2 separate regions of the Mus musculus genome follow, and region 2 is linked to region 1. The links are chromatin contacts, called in public HiChIP or PLAC-seq maps. All regions are on one chromosome and are shown on one strand. Each heading gives the region's core, a stretch centred on a gene start, on an enhancer-like site or on the middle of the called end of the contact. The rest is flanking DNA. Distances are from core to core; before and after follow the strand shown. Region 1 overlaps Itgb6 (integrin beta 6). Region 2 overlaps Gm33436 (a long non-coding RNA gene).

Region 1 (3,347 bases), core at 219-2,718:
GTAGATAATCAACTATCTACAAAACAGTGTTGTATTGCCCTGTCTCTTGAAACTTGAGCCATCCCCTCTAGAGTGCCTATAAAATCTATTTGGTGGGGTTACTGAGATGGCTCAATGGGTAAAGCACGCAAGCAAGAAAACCTGAGTTCCTATTCCTACCAACCATGTAAAAGCCAGACCCGGTAACTCAAATCTACAACTCCTGTGTTGGAGGGTTTAGAAACTGGCAGATCCTGGGGCTCACTAACCAGTCAGTCTAGCCAAAATGGTGAGCTCCATAGCACCGAGAGACTATGTCTCAAAGGGAGTAAGGGTGGGGTTCAATAAAAGATATACAGAATTGACCTCCACCTCCTATACACATGCATGCACAGGCAAGCATAGTTGCACACCCATCTTTAACACAGACACACAAAATTCTATTGCATATGGGGGGTAGGTATATTTTAATATGACTGACAGATATGGGGTAGGGCCTACGAGCAAGTACTAGTCCTAAAAAGGCCTAAGCTGGCCTTGATCACTGCCTACTTGTTCTTCTGATTCCATAACCCCTCCCTCTCTTCATCCCAGGCTTCAGCTATCATCCCTGCCTGGTTTTCTAATCTTGCCCACATTTTCTAATCTTGCCTCTTTAACCAATGCCTTCATCAATAATTCCTAGACCTTAAACTTCATAAACTTCTGGGTTTTATTGCAAATGAGACTCTACACCTACCTGAGACCATAGCCGTTACTATTCACCTTTTAAAGCTTATACTGCTTATGGCATCTGGATTAACTATCCAGGCTAACCTTAGGAGTACAGACAATACAGCAAGCTGGCTTTCATCAACCAGGAAGCTCTAGCCAAGAAACAACTTTTTCTTGTCCTCAGTGCAGATATGGCATTGGTCTCTCTGAAGTCACATGACCAAGAGCACTTGGTCAGAGGTTGGATCACTAGCTCAAAGCAGTATAGACGTAGCTATAGGGGCAATTCCCATACAGAGGGAGTGTTATCACAAATCTAAGGGCAAGGTTAGGTGAGATCAGGAAATGTTTTTGCTTTCATCAGTTCTTCTGATAGCAAATACAATTTTGTTAGTATATAGATAAAATTCTTTTCCCTGAGGGGTTGTAAACGATATCTACCCTTCATCCTAAAGTCCCATGGTAAACCAGGCACTATTCTACCAATGTTCATTCTGGAGAACTGCAAAGTTTATTGGGCTTCTTCACAGAATACAGGAGGGTGGATGACCATGAGTGTGTAGCTACTCCTCCCATAAACAGCTTTGGAGACTGCTAGCCAGCCAGTCTAGTCAAATTGGAGGGGTCCTCCCCCACCCCTCCAGTGTAGGAGGCAGGTGTGTGGGTCCTCCTCCCACAAACCTACAAATAGCCCTGGAATGCTACCCAGCCAAGTCTAACCAAACTGATGGGCTCTACCCTGGCCTCATGCCAGCCCCATCCCTGTTAACTGAGAGACTCAGAACATAAGGTAGAGGGCCAGCGAGGGTGAGTCAGAGGGTAACAGACATTGTGGTCAAACCTGCTGAACTCAGTTTGATTCTTCGGACCTCAAAGTAGAAAGTCAAAGCTGGCTCCCAAGGTACCCTACACAGGCACACAGTAGCACACAAGTGCCCTTCTGCTACACAAATTGGTGTAATAAAATTAAAAATAATAATTTCAGAGATGTGCATACGCATATAACATGAAATAACAACATAAATGAGATAAAGGTGGATAAAATTTAAAATTTATCAAAATAAATTCAAATAGCTTCCAAGATAGAGCTTTGCTCTCCCATTTGAACTATAACACAAATATTTGAAGATGTGGAAATGGTGTACTAACAAAATGCATCTTTTCTTTGAACCGTTTTTTCCCCCTACTGTTCTTTAGGGAACCAATCCTCTGTACCGAGGTTCCACCAGCACTTTTAAGAACGTGACCTACAAGCACAGGGAGAAGCACAAAGCAGGCCTTTCCTCAGATGGGTAGACAGACCTCCTTCGGCCAGAGAAAGTCAACTCCGCTTGCGTTAAAGGTTTACTGCACTGTATGGTTTATCATGCTTTGTCGCTTCAAAAGGAGGTCGACTTAAGATAATAACAGGTCATTCAACAACCAGTCATTCAGGGCATGAAGGTGAGACATTGTTCGCTGATTGGAAACAATCAAGAAAAGAATATCCCAAGCAAAGAGATGAATTCAAGATCCCTTGAAGAATATAAACTCTGTTGCATTAATGCCTCAAAAAAAAAAATCATCAAAACGATTCCCGGGAACTTGATTTGCATTTGAAAAATGTTCAGAATTAGAATCTCATTTGCTTCCGGAATCCAGCTACCTAAAGTCTTTGTCTCCAAAAAAATCCCGGAGTCCTTATGCATTGTCTACCCATACTTGCAGAAAAATCTATTTCCTGAAGGAATTTGTTTCTTTGGTTGGTTTGGTTTGGTTTTGTTTTTTTATTTCCTTTCCTTTTCTTTTTTTCTTTTTTCTTTCTTTCTTTCTTTCTTTCTTTCTTTCTTTCTTTCTTTCTTTCTTTCTTTTTCTTTTTTTTTTTTTTTTAGAAAGGGTGTCTCTATGGCCATTCTGGAACTGACCAGGCTGCCTGGCCTTGAACTCACAACCATGGAACTGCCTGTCTCTGCCTTCCATTTCATGCTCAGAGATCTTAACTTTTATGTATGAGAAATGAGAGTCTGATTTCCCATCAACTGAAAGAATCCAGTTCTCCCAGAGTGACTTCCCAAGTGAGAGATTGAAAATTAAGTCATGGGCTTGTACTCTTAAAAGACATGGACACAAGTATTTTGTTTGAAAGAGGAGGAAGGGGTAATTTATAAAATGTGTTGCTAGTAACACTAAAGATATGGGTCCTCCGTGTTCAATTGCCCTCTGATCCCCAAGTTTCCCTCCTATTATTCCACATTTCTCAATTATTGCACTCAACTACAGTCTTCAAAACTCCACAACTGTCATACAAAAGTATCCACTTTTTAAAAAATCACTTTAAGTTATTCGCTTGTCAACTAGAATTTTGAGAATAGAAAAGAAACCTAGGGTAACAGAATCAAAGGCTACACAGCTTTATATCAAATGTGTCAAGACTGTGGAAGTCCCGCATGAAGTCTGCCCTACATGTAGGACATTCCTATCCCGTATGTACCACCCAGAACACACATCCCAGCTTCAGGAGGTGGGCATGCCACCCACTTGCTCTAAAAAGTAAAACCACTTACAAAATCTATGCAAGGCAACAAACAAAACCGGTAGAAGATTGGAGGGATAGTCTCTGGAGGGTTTCATTTCTTATAGTTACTGCTGCATTACAAACCACTTTGATCTCACTG
Region 2 (3,465 bases), core at 54-2,553, 100 kb before region 1:
AACACAGAGGGAGGGAGGGAGGGAGGGAAGGAGGTAGAGAGGAGACAGAGAGAGAGACACACAGACAGACATTTATGTGCTAGCATGAAGTGGGTGAGAATACTACTCCTCACACAGAAAGCCATTAGCGTCCTGACAGAGGGAGGGAACTGTAAGCCAAATGCACCTCTGGAAAGACAAAGGATTGGGCAAGGCAGTTCCTGTGTCTAAGGGGCAGATAACAGAAACCACAAACCTGAGCCAGATGTGCAAGTGAACGTTTTCTAGAAGTCAGACCAGAAGAAAGGAAAAAGAAACATGAGGTACTTGTATCTCATTTGGACCAATTAAAAATGATTTGGATATATAATGTCCTTTTTTAAAGGTGGTCACACTAAACCTTTAAAATTCGATGCACAGCTGATACTCGTACATCTCCACCTTAGACTCTTCACCTCTCATGGGCCCCATGGTTGGTTACATATGGCAACAGCATACTGAACAGACAGTAGAAGGGCAAGAAATGGTTGATCAACTTAAAAGTTTTGCCTAGAAATCCCCCAACCACTTGGTGGGGTTCAGAAGAGAGCAACCCTTATTGAGTCCCAATTCTGTGCTTTATTAAAATATAATAACTTGTTTTATTGTCACTTAGGCATCCCAGCTAAATGGCAGCTAAAGGGTAAATCTGATGAACTGGGCTCACGATCTTGCCTCAATTCCTTCGACCACTGTTGTTTATGCTCAGGGCATCTCAGTCTGCTTCCTCACCTCTAAAACTCGGAGTAACTGTATCTAGCTTAAGAAGCTATTGTAGGGGCTGGAGAGATGGCTCAGTGGTTAAGAGCACTGACTGCTCTTCCAGAGGACCTCAGTTCAATTCCCAGCAACCACTTGGTAGCTTACAAGCATCTGTAATGGGATCCAATGGCCTCTTCTGGTGTGTCTGAATTGAGAGATCGTGTACTGATATATATTAAATAAATAAATAGAAGAAGGAGGAGAAGATGGAGAGGAGAAGGAGAAGGAGAAGGAGAAGGAGAAGGAGAAGGAGAAGGAGAAGGAGAAGGAGAAGGAGAAGGAGAAGGAGAAGAAAGAAGGTGTGTACCAGCACACAAGGCCTTAGGTTCATTTTAGGGTCTCAGATAAAAAGCTAATCCTTGAGACCGAGTCTTTTCAGTGGAGGTTCAATGCACCAGACTATGGGTAAAAATCCTTAGCTACTGATGATGATACTTCACTTGACATGTGTGTACCTCGATTCCTCTTCGTATTCCCTGGGGACTCTTTAATGAGATCTAGCTCCAGCCTGACTCATGCAGATAATAATAACAATAAAGATTATGATTCCATAACCACACATATACAAAGTATGAGACATTATCGCTTCTACCTCAGCAAGTGACAAAATTAGTCTACAATTTTTCCCGGTCCCTGACAAATCTTCTCACCAAGTAACCTGATAGGCTGCATGAACACTTTAATGGTTACTGGCTCAGTTCTTTGATGCACACTGTTCCTGTTTCCAAAGTGCCTTTTTCTAGAGTGTTCCCCAGTCATATCCTGTGGCCTTTCAGGTCAGGTTGACTATGTCAGGCAGGAACTCTTCTGACCTCCAGCATCTATTACCTCACACACTACCTCATACTGTCATCAAACTACTTCAGAGATCTGTTTTTTTATCTAACTACCCAGAGGATTCTTAAAGACAAGGCCCTTGTGGCTACGTGTTTTTTGTACAATACTGTACTTAAAATATTTTATTGACTAAATACATGGATATATTTCTGTGTCATGAGGCTGGGTTTATAATAGATATTTAAGTCCTGTTTAATTAAATAATTTGGGGGTTTGAAAAACTGCATAGTTCTCTTCGAAGCCACAAAGCTCTGCCATGGTTTGAAGGTCTCCAATTGTCTAATTCTCCTGTCTCGGCCACATCTCTTAGACCTCGAATGTGAGTTACTCAGTCTTCCTGAGTTTCAATTTTTTTCTTTTACATGTCTGCTTAAGAGTACTAACACTGTGTGTTATTAATATCTTCGAGCAAAAGAATGAATTATCCTGCAAAGCATATGATCACAGTGAATCAGAAAGCAATCAAACTATATGGATACCGAAAACTTTGGCCCCAGGTGAAACTGAAAAATGAAATTGAAAACAGTGATGCAGCCGTGTGCACCTCTCCTCACTCAGCAAAGCAGCACAGAATGTACAGGGGCCATGAGGAAACTCTCCATGCCCTCAAAGCGATGAGCCACCATGTGTGAGTAAGGCTGAGGAGAAGGAAAAAAATGCTCCTGTGTCTGGCAGGCCAGAGGAACTCCCAGTTCTGGGAAAGATGATCATGACATAGACTTGAGTCACTTCTCTGCAGTTTGTCAATAAAAGCCCCTAAGGGACAGTGTGGACTTTAGAGATAACGTCATGATGACATTCAGGGATCTGTAAGTTCCTGGGGCTCCCATAAGGTTCTGTTCTCCATCTTCACCCTTTTGGAGGTTTTCATGGAGTTGGGAAATTAGCAAACACAGTGAAATGGTGACTGTTGGCAAAGCAAGGCTCCCTTTGAAAGTCTGAGTTTGAGGCCCTTAGAGACTGGATTGAAGGTTTTCATGAGAGCAGGCCTTCAGGTTTATACTTAATTGTTCTGATATGAGACTGCTATCAGAATACACACACACACACACACACACACACACACACACACACACACACACACACCAGCCAGTTCCGCCCTCAGCTGTCACCCTTGTTGCTACTGATAGTTCATCAGGGGAAAAACAGAACATTTGGCCATGTGAGTGTACTACACTCTCCTCCTTCGGCTGCTTGCAAGAGCCTCCTTTGCTCTTCAAGACTGTAATTTAAAATATTTGAAACCGAAGGATTCATCTGGCAGTGAGGGTGGGGAGGGCATCCTCTCATTTCTGTTGGATGGACCACTGTCTAGGCAGCTTGGTGACCACCTAGTCCAGACTACCTGCACCTGAGCAGGCAGGAGCTTCTGCGGTCCATTCTTGTCATCTAGAGATTCTGGAATCTTCTCTCTCCTCCAGGGCATGTGACCTATCAGTAAGTCCAGGCAGCCCGACCTGTGGAGACCCCAAGGCTGTCTGTGTTCTCCCGGATGGATAGGACCACCCTGTACTAGTTGCTGTCTTTCTTCCATTCAGCTGCAGCTGAGTTCTGCCTTGCCCCTCCCTAGACTCCATCCTCAGGGACTCCTCTGTCATCGCTCTAGCTGCTCCCAGACTGCTTGCTCTCCATGCTCCTTTCTCTGCAATTCTCTTTCCTCTGATCTTTGCCTGGTTGGATCTCCTTCAATCTAATTTTATCACTTACTCAAGGATGTCTTACCTGGCATTCTGCTTGAAGGACTCATCTAGATACCCCTTATTATATCACCCCAAATCAATTGTCTGCAAATATTTTACTATTAATTTTCTTATTGATTAATTTGTTTACCATTTATCTCTTCCTATT

What was found. HiChIP or PLAC-seq counts read pairs in DNA pulled down with a chosen protein or histone mark.
Region 2: an HNF4G HiChIP or PLAC-seq map of pancreatic cancer cells shows a contact between it and region 1. The contact joins two enhancer-like sites. A contact is called at or near these places in 4 of 39 promoter capture datasets (the 3T3-L1 cell line, HPC-7-derived erythroid cells and liver), 4 of 484 Hi-C or Micro-C datasets (embryonic stem cells, epidermal suprabasal cells, pancreatic cancer cells and 1 more) and 4 of 115 datasets of contacts at active chromatin or transcription factors (the 3134 cell line, extraembryonic endoderm stem cells, pancreatic cancer cells and 1 more).

The regions. Positions count from the first base shown.
Region 1 is chr2:60,599,127-60,602,473 of GRCm38.p6, reverse strand. It overlaps Itgb6 (integrin beta 6), which reads left to right. Exons shown (of 15, transcript NM_021359.3): 15 at 1,891-3,347. The coding sequence ends at 1,989. Among named protein-coding and RNA genes, the nearest start is that of Pla2r1, 47 kb to the right of the region's middle. Within about 2 kb of position 1,468, at least 6 of the 459 cell types and tissues checked have an H3K27ac peak or open chromatin away from gene starts, as enhancers often do. A contact at or near this core is called in pancreatic cancer cells, where this site is marked.
Region 2 is chr2:60,699,054-60,702,518 of GRCm38.p6, reverse strand. All of the region lies in intron 2 of Gm33436 (a long non-coding RNA gene), which reads right to left. It also overlaps a transcript of Itgb6 not described here. Among named protein-coding and RNA genes, the nearest start is that of Gm33436, 8.2 kb to the right of the region's middle. Within about 2 kb of position 1,303, at least 73 of the 459 cell types and tissues checked have an H3K27ac peak or open chromatin away from gene starts, as enhancers often do. A contact at or near this core is called in pancreatic cancer cells, where this site is marked.